Linked DNA regions of Mus musculus: all the other regions are linked to region 1. A link is a contact called in public Micro-C and promoter capture Hi-C data. All regions are on one chromosome and are shown on one strand. Each heading gives the region's core, a stretch centred on a gene start, on an enhancer-like site or on the middle of the called end of the contact. The rest is flanking DNA. Distances are from core to core; before and after follow the strand shown.

Evidence for each region. Promoter capture Hi-C pulls out the DNA fragments that hold promoters and counts their contacts. A called contact is a pair of places that touch in the nucleus more often than the background predicts. Capture Hi-C pulls out chosen DNA fragments and counts their contacts.
Region 2: a contact with region 1 is called in a promoter capture Hi-C map of neural stem cells. The contact joins the enhancer-like site here to the promoter of Limd1 in region 1. A contact is called at or near these places in 5 of 39 promoter capture datasets (the HPC-7 cell line, cranial neural crest, frontonasal cranial neural crest and 2 more), 2 of 15 datasets of contacts at CTCF or cohesin (the NIH/3T3 cell line and embryonic stem cells), 4 of 484 Hi-C or Micro-C datasets (bone marrow-derived macrophages, embryonic stem cells, reprogramming fibroblasts and 1 more), 17 of 115 datasets of contacts at active chromatin or transcription factors (the SCID.adh cell line, bone marrow-derived macrophages, cardiomyocytes and 11 more) and 4 of 9 other capture datasets (adipose tissue, embryonic stem cells, liver and 1 more).
Region 3: a Micro-C map of embryonic stem cells shows a contact between it and region 1, with 11 times the contacts expected there. The contact joins the promoter of Tmem158 here to the promoter of Limd1 in region 1. A contact is called at or near these places in 16 of 39 promoter capture datasets (the 3T3-L1 cell line, the C10 cell line, the HPC-7 cell line and 12 more), 2 of 15 datasets of contacts at CTCF or cohesin (the NIH/3T3 cell line and embryonic stem cells), 16 of 484 Hi-C or Micro-C datasets (the AML12 cell line, the C2C12 cell line, LSK cells and 9 more), 21 of 115 datasets of contacts at active chromatin or transcription factors (the SCID.adh cell line, bone marrow-derived macrophages, cardiomyocytes and 13 more) and 4 of 9 other capture datasets (adipose tissue, embryonic stem cells, liver and 1 more).
Region 4: a promoter capture Hi-C map of adipose tissue shows a contact between it and region 1. The contact joins the promoter of Slc6a20a here to the promoter of Limd1 in region 1. A contact is called at or near these places in 3 of 39 promoter capture datasets (embryonic stem cells, erythroid cells and hematopoietic stem and progenitor cells), 1 of 484 Hi-C or Micro-C datasets (embryonic stem cells) and 3 of 9 other capture datasets (adipose tissue, liver and pancreatic islet).

What each region holds. Positions count from the first base shown.
Region 1 is chr9:123,477,167-123,480,440 of GRCm38.p6, forward strand. It overlaps Limd1 (LIM domains containing 1), which reads left to right and starts at 1,535. Exons shown (of 8, transcript NM_013860.2): 1 at 1,535-3,274. The coding sequence starts at 2,072.
Region 2 is chr9:123,242,587-123,245,860 of GRCm38.p6, forward strand. No RefSeq gene overlaps it. Among named protein-coding and RNA genes, the nearest start is that of Tmem158, 17 kb to the right of the region's middle. Within about 2 kb of position 1,590, at least 99 of the 459 cell types and tissues checked have an H3K27ac peak or open chromatin away from gene starts, as enhancers often do. A contact at or near this core is called in the NIH/3T3 cell line, bone marrow-derived macrophages, neural stem cells and 1 more, where this site is marked.
Region 3 is chr9:123,258,959-123,262,232 of GRCm38.p6, forward strand. Tmem158 (transmembrane protein 158) reads right to left here and starts at 1,831. Exons shown (of 1, transcript NM_001002267.2): 1 at 99-1,831. The coding sequence starts at 1,587. The coding sequence ends at 727.
Region 4 is chr9:123,677,070-123,680,343 of GRCm38.p6, forward strand. It overlaps Slc6a20a (solute carrier family 6 (neurotransmitter transporter), member 20A), which reads right to left and starts at 1,763. Exons shown (of 11, transcript NM_139142.2): 1 at 1,617-1,763. The coding sequence starts at 1,737.

The DNA of each region.
Region 1 (3,274 bases), core at 285-2,784:
CTGGCTTAGAAGAACATCTGTCCTCTCTCCTCCCCCACCTCTCTCTTCCCCTTTCACCTACACACACACACACACACACACACACCATATATACACATAATTTGAAACTAAAATAACTTTAAAACCTAGTTTTAGTATAATGCTTTATAGCAGTACTCACTCTTCAAATTTTATTGTGCAAATCGTCTTCCCATCCCACAGATGCCGTAAAACACAAATCTGGGGTTAGTAGTTTGGGGCTGGAGCCTGGAACTCTTCATTTTCAACAAATATCCTGAACCTTCAGAGTCTACAGGACAGTGAACCATTTTTGTGTTTATAGAATATAAGAATATAAGCACTTCCATATATATTATCTTGTTTGTTCCTCGTCACAGTTTAGAGAGATTTGCCAAGACACATATGTTCAACCAAACCCTGCGCATATACAGGTGTAATGAAGTGGATAACTGATTAGCTGTCAACCAAAAAGGGGCATGCAGACAAATAAACAGCTGGAGCTGACCCTCCATACCTAGAGCTCCACATCTGAACAAGGGCAAGATACTCAGGAAAAGAAAAGGTGTTTATGTTAAACACATACAGATTTCATTTTCTTGTCATGATTCCTGAAAGACAACAAAACAAAACCAAACAAAACTGCTGAGAACTATTTGCATAACATTTACATCTATTAGGTAGTATGAGCAGAGACCTGGAAACATTTAAACTAGATGGGAGAAAGCCTGCAGGTCAGTGACTTCAGTATCCCTGGATTTAAATAGTGTTCAAACCAAGCAGGAAACAAAGGGGTTGTGGGTGGGGGTAACTTTACGGGGAGGTGATTTTAGCTGGGAAGGAAAGAAGAGACACCAGAAGCTGATCAGCAGGCTCTCGGCAGGCACTAGGAAGTTCCATCCACCGGGAGTTCAGGCAGGGAAGGTCCCAAATCAGAGGGAGGGTAGGCGGGGCAGTCAGGCCTGTTTGTAGAAGTGAAGGCGGGATTTCAAAATAAGTCCGGAGTAAGCCTTGAGGGTTCAAGTTCAAGAGTGACAGGCCTGGGATTGGTTTTAGATCACGCTGGCGGCTGTGTGGGAAACGTAAACTATCCCCAGTCACCTCATAGGAGCTATGTGTGTTATCTAGAGCCATGGCAACCTGGAGTGGTGAGAACTGCTTGGGGTTCAAGAAACCCAGTAAGGACGACAAGCCTCTCTGGGCACACTTAGGACGTCCAACACAGATGCTCTCATTCGAGGGGACCCGAGGGAAGCCTGGCGCACCCTTGACTCTCCAGCAGCGGCGGGAAACTGAACAGTCCGCGGCAAAAGTACTGCGGGAATTGCAACTCTCTCCCGGTGCCCAGAGAGGGACGCCAAAACTCGGCGTGCGCATCACTGGCCTGCAGGGGGCGCCCCGCCCCGCCCCGCTCCCGCCCCGCCCTCCGAGCCTCCGCCCCGCCCCGCCCCGCCCCGCCCCGCCCTCCGAGCCTCCGCCCCGCCCCGCCCCGCCCCGCCCTCCGAGCCTCCGCCCGCGCCCCTGCGCGGCCCGGGGCGGGCGCAGCCGGCCAGCGAGCTCCCGGGACTGACGACCCGCGCGCTCACTTCCGCGTCCCGCCGCCGGCCGCCGCCATCGGACAATGGGCCGCGCGCCGCGGCTGCAGTGAGCTCTGCTGGATCCGGCCACCGGCCCCAGGCCAGGGGCTGCCCGGTGTGTTTGCAAGTTCGATTGTTCGACGTGGATGTGAGTTTACTTTTTTTCTGTGGACGTTCTCTGTCTTCTTTCGCCTGTTTTGGGTTTTGTGACTTGGAGAAGAGAACTTTTCTAAGCAGGCCGGGCACGGCTGAAGGCTGCTCTGCCCCCACGTGGACGCTCCCCGGGGGAAAAGAAGTCTGAAAGTAAACTTAGCCCCGCTGGCCTGAAGGCCTCAACTCTGGCTGGACTGTGAGTTTTGGAGTCATGACCTTCTTGCTGGGCAGGTGGGAATCTTTATCTGCCTTAGGCTGGACCTGAAACCTCGGCCAGCACCCAAATCTCCCCCACCACATTCACACCTTGAACCAGGGCTAGGCCCCGGACACTGATCTACAACATGGATAAATACGATGATCTGGGCCTTGAGGCCAGTAAGTTCATCGAGGACCTGAACATGTATGAGGCCTCCAAGGATGGGCTCTTCCGGGTGGACAAGGGTGCTGGCAACAACCCAGAATTTGAGGAAACTCGAAGGGTGTTCGCGACCAAGATGGCCAAAATCCACCTCCAGCAGCAGCAACAGCAGCAGCTCCTACAGGAGGAGGCCCTACCTAGGGCAGGCAGAAGCCCGGTCAACGGTGGGAACCGTCAGGGTGCGAGCGGCAAGCTGGCTGCAGATGGGGCCGCTAAGCCTCCTCTGGCTGTGCCAACAGTGGCACCTGGATTAGCTACTACCACTGCGGCCGCGCAGCCCTCGTACCCATCTCAGGAGCAGAGGATCAGGCCATCTGCCCATGGTGCAAGGCCTGGCAGTCAGAACTGTGGTTCCAGGGAGGGGCCTGTGAGTTCCCAGAGACCTGCTTTACACGGCCTGAGTCCCTCCTGTGAAGACCCTTCCTGCCTCACTCACGGAGACTATTATGACAATTTCTCTTTGGCAAGCCCACAGTGGGGTGATAAACCTGAAGGGTGCCCCAGCGTGAGTCTGGGTGTAGGAAGTGGATGGCCTGGTTGCCCAGGGAATGACTCCACATTGCCCAAATCCTGTGGAGACCATCACCCTTACCAGCCACAGCTCTCCACAGTGTGCTCTGGCAGGTCTTTTGAAAGTGGCATCAGTGGCCAGGACGGTGGCATTGGTGGCCATAGCAGCGAGAAGCCAACAGGCCTTTGGTCCACTGCCTCCTCTCAGCGAGTGAACCTCGGTTTTTCTTCCATGGGCTTGGAGAATGGGACCTCCGCTCAACCCAAGGGCACAACTGTTTCAGCACCGATGGTCCCTAGCAGCGCCAGCCAAGGAGCTTGTCCGAAAAGAGATTCAGGTCTGGGATATGAGGCTTCAGGCAGGGTCTTCAAACCCCTTGTGGACACTCAGCCTTGGCTGCAGGATGGGCCCAAGTCTTACCTCTCAGTTTCTGCTCCATTATCCTCGACAGCTGGCAAGGACAGTACCCAGCCAGGTATGACCACCGGGCTGGATCCTAAGTTTGGATGCGTGGAGTCTGGCACTAGTCCCAAGCCCAGCCCCACCAGTAACGTCCATCCGGTAATGTCCACTCCATCTGAGTTATCTTGTAAAGAGAGTTCTCCCAGCTGGTCC
Region 2 (3,274 bases), core at 340-2,839, 230 kb before region 1:
TCATTAAAAAACAACAACAAACAAAACAAATATCCAAGACTCGGTCTTACTGTGTAGCTCTGGCTGTCCTGGAGCTGTCTAGACCAGACTGGCCTTCGTGTTTCAGAGATCCACCTGTCTCTGCCTTCTAAGCACTGGGATTAAAGGTACCTTCCTACTCCCCTGCCTAAATTTTTTTTTTTTTTTGAGACATGGTTCGTTTTGCAATTTATGTTGTAGCCCAGGCTGGCCTGGAATTCAACATCTTCCTGCCTTAGCCTCTTAAATTCTAGTACTACAGACTTGTATTACCAAGCCCAGCTTAGCTGTTTCGTTAAATTTTGTTTTTGCTTTTGTTTTGTTTCTTCTTGACAGTGTCATACTTTGTAGCTCAGCTTGATCTGGGATTCACTCTGTAGCCAAGGATTACCATAGACTGGTGAGCCTCTTGTCTCCTTCTCCCGAATGTTAGGATTACAGTCACACACCACCATGCTCAGATAGAAACATAGCTTAAAAAGCCCTTAACTCTTAGCTCCTCAAAGATACAGTGCATAGCTTGGGTGGGTATGGGCTGTTGGCTGAGTGATTCCAGTTAGAGGTGTTTCTTGGTGGTTTGAGCAGGGCGAGGTATATAAAAACCACTCTGTAAGCACCCAGCATCTCATTGTCTGCGTGGAACTGTGAGGAGGGTGGGAGAGAATTTGGAAGAGAGAGTTGACGGAGACTAGAGGATGCAGTGGGATCTGTATTTCAGACATGTTAGAGAAGAATTAAAAACTGAAGCTGTTCTTGAGGCCCTGAGCCCAGAACAACTGGCTCAGGGTTAGAAAGCAGTGTGGGGCACTGGATATGAGGCAGAATGACCTCTTTGCCTCTGTGTGAGAACCATGATGGCATATTAGACCTTGCATGCTATAGCAAACCACCCACAAAAACAATTTAAGAGTGAGGGGAGGTGAATTATATCCCAGAATCAGTCCTGTGACCTTCATCCTTGATCTCTGGACTGACTGGTCATCAAACAGCTCTCAGAGCCAGCCCATAATCACCAGCAAGGGGAGATGAATTATAGCCTAGTTTATGATAAAGACAGGCTAAGTCTGTGGGTGAGGTGGAAGATGGTGCCCTGTTGCTGTTTGGGAAATACAACAGCAACTGCCCTTTAAAACATGGAGAAAGCTTTCTTCAGTGGAGAGGTCCTGTTTCTCACTGGGCCTTCCTGTTCTGCTCCACACTCCCTCCATCGATTCTTCTACCTGCTTTAATCCCCAATCTTCCCCACGCCAAGCGCCCCAATCCAGTGTCATCTCCTGATCTCTATTTAATTCATAGAGAAAGACTTCGAGCATTCCTGCAGGGTGCTCACTTCCTAAAAAAGACATGGAACCAAGCTACCAAGCTAACCTTCCAAGTGAGGAGAACATAAAAATCCATCAAAAGCCGACAAAGAAGAGCGGCTGATTAAAACATCTCTGAGTCTTTGAGTTATCAAACACTCTGCGAGAACCTTCATTACACTGGGTGGGCGGACAGGGAGGGCTGAGGGAGAAGCTAGGATATAACCGGAAGATAAATAGACAAAGGATTTTCCCAGTCTGCAGGCACCTAAGGACACTCCCGCGTGGCCGGTGAGTCAGCACCAGTCACCACACTGCTGAGCTCGGGGTAACTATGGGCAACAGCACAGATCCCAAGCTTTTTTTTTTTTTTTTAATCAACAGAAGACTACTGTGGGTAACTTTCTACAAGAAAGAAACGAGGTGGTGAGAGGGTTGGAGGCAGGGCAGCAGGAAGCCCAGCCTTTAAGGTGTGACTGATAGAAAGGAGAAGGATGAAGAGCAGGGATGCTCTGGCCCCTGTGTCTGCCTCCTCTCTATACCAGCAACTTCATCATCTTAAGCACACCGTCCTTGCCTTCTGTTGATAGCTGTTCTTTTTATATGGTACCAGGCACACTGGCATCTCTGTAGATATTTAGTAGCTAAAACTCAGATCCTAGTGTGAATTCTGACCATCACCATACAACAATGTGGCTTTGTGTAGACTTACCTTCTGGAAACTTTGCTTACTTACTGGGACTGTGCCCTGGGGCTATCACACCCCACCCACCTTTGTGTCTTGATATGGATTGGGGCTATCATGCTCTACCCCTGAGTAAGGAAGAGGCTGAGCAGTGTCAGAAAACACTGTGCTTTATCATCTTTCTCTTTCTATTCCCAGATTTCTCCCTGAGCATATATATATATATATATATATATATATATATATATATATATATTCTTTTTGGAATCAGTCTCAAGCTATATTTTTGCCAGGCATGTAAAAAGAAGCTCCCAAGACTGGTGTGGTAGTTTGTGGCTATATTCTTTGTTGGTAGAGGTAGGAGGATCAGAAGTTTAGAGTCATCCTTGGCTACAGAACAAGATACAGGACAGCCTGGACTATATGAGACCTGTTTCCAAAACCTCAAACCCAAGCAGTAAGAAGTGTAAAACATTTAGGAGGAAATTGTGTTTAAATTGAGCATAGATCATATTGCCCAGTAGTTAGACCTTCAGACAACTTGGAAACCACCCACCACTCACCAAATAGCAGAAATAAGCAACTGTGTGTGTGGAGTAGGGGCTGTGCAGCTGACCTACTACCCTGGTATTGTTCTTATTAGATCCAGCATCCTAGACCTACCAGCTGGCCACATGTGATCACAGGGGTCGAAAGGGGTTGTGGATGGGGATTATTGTGAAGTCTGGGCCTACACAACACAAGGCAGCCTCATGACGAGTGTCAAGTGGCCTATACAAGCAGTCTACCCCTCACCTGATCACCTAGCCCTCATCTGTCAGCCCAGCACTCACTCCACAAACAGGTATGTGCTCGCCCAGTGAAACTGGTAGTCTCAGGAGTAAGAGTACCACTCAGAGCTCACCTGGGAGTGTTGGTTTGTATTACCGGGTTGATGAAATATTTCTGGGAATTCTCAGAAGACCTAGGCAAAGATGCAGTCATTTTCCAGGAACACGGACTACATCATGGGTTTCAGGGATAGGTCTAGTTTTCTATGCTTTTCCTGTACTGGTCTAGACTTTGTTGACCTATACATTAATAGAAGCAGAACTTTCAGGAGCAGTTGAGAGAGTCTTGGAGAGCCTGTCTCAGGAAGCCATGGTTGTCTGAACACCCTTGCAGGCCAAGACACCAGTGGAAAGATGCGGGGAGGAAACTCACAGAGAGGGAGGGTTACAGACCCAGGGGAAGTTTCAAGGTTCTCCAAGTATCTTCTGTCTCGAGAACA
Region 3 (3,274 bases), core at 581-3,080, 220 kb before region 1:
GAAGACAGATGGCGCCCCTCTTTTCAGGAATTTCTTCATGATTCATTTGCGTCTTGGATCCCTCTCCCAAAAGCAAATAAAGGAAACATACACATTTCTGGAGGAAAATGTCTGTATTAAAAGCCAGAAAACCACATTAATACAAGAAGAAACGCCCACCAGGCCATGTCACTGAATAGATCGACTTGGAAAAGATTCATAAAGTTCTTTTGTAAGCAATTACAATAAATCCGTGTCAAATCTTCCCTCGTCCCCCCCTTTAAAAAAACAAACAAGAAGCTTCAAATACAACTACATTCAGATACAAAGAGCTCCTGTTACCACAGCTTTAGCAGTTGAATCTTTTTGTTTTGTATTTTTTTTTACTAAAACTTTCATTTAAAACAGTTATTAAATATATAAAACAAATACACAGGATCTGGTCACTTTCTGCCATAAATAAAGGGCATGTGGGCGCAGGGAGGGGGTGCCGCAGGGGAAAGAGCCGGTTTCCCTTGTGTCCTCGAGCCACGCGTGGATCCCACCCTTCAGCCCGAGAGCTTGCCCCTGCTCTTCCGAACCAGAACCTCAGCACAAACCCCACTTTCCCACCTCATTTGTGCCTCTCTGCGGTCCCCTCCCGGGAAAAGGATGAACAATAAGGACAGCACGAAGCGCACCTGCCCCGTCTCCGGTGAGGAAGGCGCGTGCGAGCGCTTACACAGCGCGGACGCGGGGCGGAGGGGGTCACTTAGGAGCCACCCCCGAGGTGACAGCCGCGGCAGCAGCAGCAGCAGCTGCAGCAGCGGCGGCGGCAGCGGCGGTAGTCCCCGCGGGTACGGCTGCAGGAGCGGCCGCGGGGGCGCCGGCGGTGGTCCGGCGCTGCTCCATGCCGTTGGGCAGGAAGCCGGCAATGATGGGCACCGGCCAGATGAGGGCGGCCACGCTCCACACCACGATGACCAGGGTCATGAAGCAGGCCACCAGCGTAGACTCGATGGGCTTGCGGTTCAGCCGCCAGCCCGGCTCGCCCTGCAGCTCCTCCAGGCTGAAGTCCAGGCAGCAGAAGTGACGAGGCTCGCCCTGCAGCCACAGCGGCCCCGGCTCGGCCGCCGGGTAGGCAGGCAGCGCGGTGGGAGCCCCGGCGGGAGCCCGCAGGCGGCCGCGCACCCAGCCGCAGCCCACGCACAGGCGCAGGTCTTGCTGCGCGCCGCCCGCCGCCAGCCCCAGATGCTCGATGAGCAGTGGTGGCCCGACGCGGTGGAAGGCGGCGGCGAAGAAGGCGCGGCCGTGCGCGTTGGTAGAGAAGAGCAGCAGGTCGCACTGCAAGCCCCGCGGGCGGCCCCAGCGCACGAGCAGCGAGCTCAGCATCTGTCGTTGCACGCTGATGTTGCAGGGCGCCGCCGGAGCCTCCTCTGGGCCCGCGCGCTCTGGGGGCGCCGATGCCGCCGATGCCAGCAGACGCGGGGTGGAGTGTTCGTTGGTGAAGGACGCATTGGCCGAGGCGTTTGGGGGCGTCCCTGCAAGGCCGGGCGCATCCGTGGCCCCGCCGTGCGCCGGCGGCAGCTGGCAGGCGGCGGCCAGTAGCGCGGCGAGAAGGGGCAGCATGGCCTGTGGCGAGCGCCTACGCGCGCGGGGCAGGCGGCGGCTGCATGGCGCGCAGGCGACCGTCCGGTGAGGGAACCGCGGGGCCTGGAAGGCCGAGGCGGAACTCTGCCAGTGTATTGGGACGACACCGGCTCACGGGCCGCGATGGCCTCTTCAGACTCCGCTCGTCGAGGTTCCGCTGCCCCCAGAGCTGGGGCCCTTGGACGGCCAGGAGGCTCTGCTGGCTCGCGGCGAAACGAGAGAGGATTCCCCTGCTCGGCTCCGCCTTCCGCGCGCCCCGCCCCCGGCTCACCGGGTGCGGGGAATTGGGAGGGCGGGGCTCCACTCGCAGGGGCGGGAACTGAAGACCTGAGCGACAGGGCGGTGCGTGGAGGCGGAGCGAGGGGACCCCCGAGGGCGGGAAGCCCAGAGCGAGTCCCGGAGCCCAGACAGTCCCTCTGTCACGCCCCCAGGAGAGCTAATCAGTACCTCCTTTCTGCTTAGGAGAAACTAAGAAGGGAGAAAGTCTCCGGGCTACCTCAGGAGCCAGAGACAGGACTCTTGTACCTTTCTGCTGAGTTCAGAAATTCAGATCTGGAGTCTGGCTGGTTTTAATGTGTCTTCACCACAATAGATACATATGGGTTTTTTTGTTGTTGTTGTTGTTTTGTTTTTTGTTTTGTTTTTGTTTCGTTGTTTTGTTTTACAGGAAGAGAACTCATAAAAAAATCCTCAAAATTCTGAAGTTTTGGTGTTGGTTGGGGCAATGGGAATGCAAATCCCACAGGTCGGATGCTTGAGGACACCTGCAGTCTAGTGTGCACATAGACACAAAAAATTTGTATGTTAGAGTCCATGAATATCAGTCTTCCGGGATGTATATTGTGGAGAGGTGGAGTTGTCAAGAGTAATTTAATAGGATACAATTTATATTAAGAAGCCTACCTGAGTCCTGAGCTTGATGGTACAAGTCTGTAATCCCAAGTGAGAATCCAGAGTCCAAGTTCCTTGGAGAGGCCAGCCTGGGCTACCTGAAAACCTGTCTCAAATAAACAAAATCCAGTACTAAGGTGGTGAGGAGAATTATGAGTTTGAGGACAGCCTGGGCTACACAGAAAGATGCTTTCTGTAAAGAACAAAAAACGTTCTTGGGAAGAAGAGGCAGCTCAGTTGGAAGGGTGCTTTCCTAGTGTCCTAGCAAGCCCAGGGTTCAATCCCCATCACAAAAAGGAGCAAACTGCACTTCCCTTGTTTTCTGGCCTCACACTTGGAAACTAATGTCAACTGACCCCTAAAATGGCTTGAAACAGTTGTGCTCTGTAAATCTAAGAGTGACCCTCCCTCTAAGCCAGCTAAGCTTTCCCAAGGGCCTGTGAAGGACAGGATGACAGCCATTGCTGGGTACAAAGTGCTAAATATATTTCTCTAAATAGTTCTCTCTCTCTCTTTCATTCTTTCTCCTGCTCTTTCTTTTGAGTCAAGGTTTCACTTCGTAGCTTTAGCTGTCCTGGAACTTATTATGTAGACCAGACCGGCCTCAAACTCTCAGAGATCCACTTGCCCCTGCTTCTTGAGTTCTGGGACTAAAGCCATGTACCACTAAACCCATCTTCTAAGTTGTTTTCTAACAAATAGTAACATTGGAATGAGGGAGAGACACAGGTAGACAGAGAGAAAGTGGGGAGAGAGAGAAGGGAGAGAGAGAGCC
Region 4 (3,274 bases), core at 513-3,012, 200 kb after region 1:
AACTTCAAAACCATTTAGCCTCCCTTGTACTACCTGAAGCCTGTTCAGGTGATGGTGCCATGATAAACAAGGAATTAAGCAGTCATGTGACAGTGTGGTTTACTCGGCCTGGTGTTGGGAGCTATGGACCCAGGATAAAGAAGGTATTGAGACAGATGTACTGAGCACACAAAGATGTGAAAATCTGCCTCTGACAATTCTTTTTAAAGTCAGTTATGAAACATTAGGAGCATGTGATAGCATATGCCCTCAAATTAAAATAAACCAGAGAATTAAGAATGCACTGTTTCCTTCTTCAAATCTATAGAGTAACCTTTTGTTGAATTGATTTTGATCTGGCTGGAGTGACAGGAGGAGGGAGGGTTAGATTTTCTTAAACAAGTTAAATTCTGTAATACATTAATATTTTTTACTGTCCTGATATCGAGAACTAATGTGCTGATTAGCTTTCTCTCCACCCATACACAAACACATGCTATTAGATCTCTCCTCCCATGTATACACAAACATGCTGTTAGGTAAATAAGAGCCACCCAGAAAACTATTGATAACACTTGAAATTTTTTTTTCATTTTCCTTTTCTCTGAATGGTTTTAAGCACAAGTGCTTAAAAATGTTTTACAGTTTTGAATATGACTTCACCTGCCTCCACTTATCACATGATAACACTATTAAGATAAAATTCTATTAAAACTTTACCTTTATGGCTGCCAAGGATGTTCCACAACTTACTGAACCAATATTTTTTTTTTTTCTGAATGGCTTAGCAAGTTTCTCACATTTTGATCTTATTAAAGGCGGTAGCCATGCTATTTTCTGTCTCTGTTCATATGCTGCGTTTTCCTTTAGATGAGGTTTTAGAAAATGGAATTGAAGAGGGAGGTTTTTATGCTGAGACTTACTTCCTTCATGCCATACTGACCCCAGAACGGTACTTGGACTTCGGAAAGTCCCAGTCCCAGAGTTCTCAGCTCTTTTCCCTGCTTTAGCGGGTGCAGGGTGAGGTGTCTGTCCCACCCTTAACCCCCAGTTTCTCCCCTAGGTCAGAGGAAACATTTATAAAAACAAAACAGCAGAACCAAGAAACTAATTCTCCGGGCACGGAATTATTTGTTTTTCCCTCCTGTGATTCCAAGCCCAAACTAAGTCTTCACATCTACAAACCGATCCTTTTTATTAAGAAAAAGTAAAAGAAATCGCTCACGATCCGTTTGACTGGTGTTTCAACTTGCGGTCGGGAACTTAAATTTCGGAACTGCAAGTTGCACGACAAGTTCCTGATAAACAATTTAGTGTCCTCTTTCACACCTCTGTAGACGGCACCGCACCTTTCCTCCCGGGACAGCAGGTTCCCCGCCGGCGCCGCCCTGCACCTGCTGGAGCCACAGTTCGGACTCGGGACCGCGAGGGTCAATTTCTTAGGGCGACAGTCCCCGCGCCGCGGCGTTCTCGGTTACAGGGGCCACCCGCCCTTGAACTTGAAGCGCGTGGGACCGAACACTTGGCCGAGCTGGGGTGTTCGGGACAGAACGCCACCCCGAGCGGAGGCTCGCGGGCCGGAATGCCACCGCCGCTCGGCGTCCAGGCACCCGGCGGTCCCGCCTGTGCGCACTCACCTCCGCCGTACATCTGGCACAGGTAAGGGAAGCGCCACACGTTGCCCAAACCCACGGCGTAGGAGATGCAGGCGAACACGAACTGCAGCGGATGGCCCCACTGAGGCCGTGCCTTCTCCATGTCCCGAGCTCGCTGCTCCCCGTCAGGGCCTGGTCTCTGGCCGCCGCCGCTCGCCCGCCTTTTAATTGCTAATCTCATTAACGCGCGCGCGGGGCGAGGCCGGTGAGTGGGGAACGGTGAGCCCCACCCTAGCCTCGGCGGGCGGGGAAGGCGCCCCTCCTTGGCCCTGCGTGTGGACTTCAGAGCTCGGGGAAAGGATCATGTTTCCTCAACTTCTTACTGATTAATCGATGACAATACTATATGCCTGGCACTGCTGTGCTGCGGGAAGACACAGCAACCCCACCCCTCCAGGGCTCACATTCAGGTGGCGGGAACATTTAAATACCACGGAGTGACTCGTTCTTAACTTCTTTTGACCCACTGGGGTAATTTCCTTTAATTAATACCACCCAGTTCACCTAAGTCGGTGATGCAGGGGCAATTTAGGTAAAGCAGAGAGAGAGACAAGTCCTAGAGACAGACAGGGATCCAGGACTTCCCAGAGGAGAGATGACTTTTGCACAGAGAGGGTGGGTGTGGAGATTCAGAGGCAGATCACTCTCCTAGCACTTCTGAGACCCTGAGTTTGATCCTAGCACACATGGGAGACTTAAGGGTCTCCAACTACCGGCCCTTGCCTGCACCTGTAGTGTGGGCAGAATCAGGTTTTGAACAGCTGCCTTGAGGCCAATGGGAGTCAGAGATTCTCTTCCCTGGGCCAGGTGGAAACCCAAGAATTCTCATGTTTTTGCCAGTCCAACAAGAAGATATAAATGAACCTAACTCAGTAAAGTTTGGTACAGTGATGCAGGATCTGTTGTTTGCGTCTATATTCCACCACAGACTAAATTCTGTGACTTGGCAAGCCATTTAACATCTTTGACCTTGTTTCATCTGTAATAGAAAAAAAATCTGCCCCAACCTATCCTAGGACTTTTAACCTTAAAACAGTAAAGAAAGCAAAGTCACAACACAGTGGAAGAAACTCTAGATTCTTAAGCTTTAGTATATATATATATACTAAATATATATATTTCCTGCATCCTCCTATGTCTAGTTCCAGTCTTGTTGGTGGACATTTGTGTTGTCCAGTTTGTGGCTACTATGAATAGAACCAAAGTGAACATTCTAATATGGCAGGTAGATGGACTATTAGGAACTTTGGGACTATGTGCGGCATCAAAAAATATCAGTTCACATTCTCATTAATCCCAGCTGCTCTGCATCTTTACTGTCATTCCACAGACTGTTTTTTGTTTTAACAAAGCAAAACAAAAACAAGCATTTATTGGGACCAGGTGCCATGGCATGAGTGGAGGTCAGAGGTCAGAGCAAGTGGTCTTACCATCTTGCTGGCACTGCCATTCTGTTTTTAAAGTTCTGTCTAGATTTGTGACTTTGTGCTGATGGTTCAATTTACCCTTTGACTTCCCAGGCAACTGACAAGTTGGCTACCATCTGAAATTTCTGCCTAATCCTTTGGTCAGTTTTTCCTGGGTTTCTTTTTCTACTGATTTGCATTTGTATCCCTGCTCTGGCTATGGGCCCTATGTCT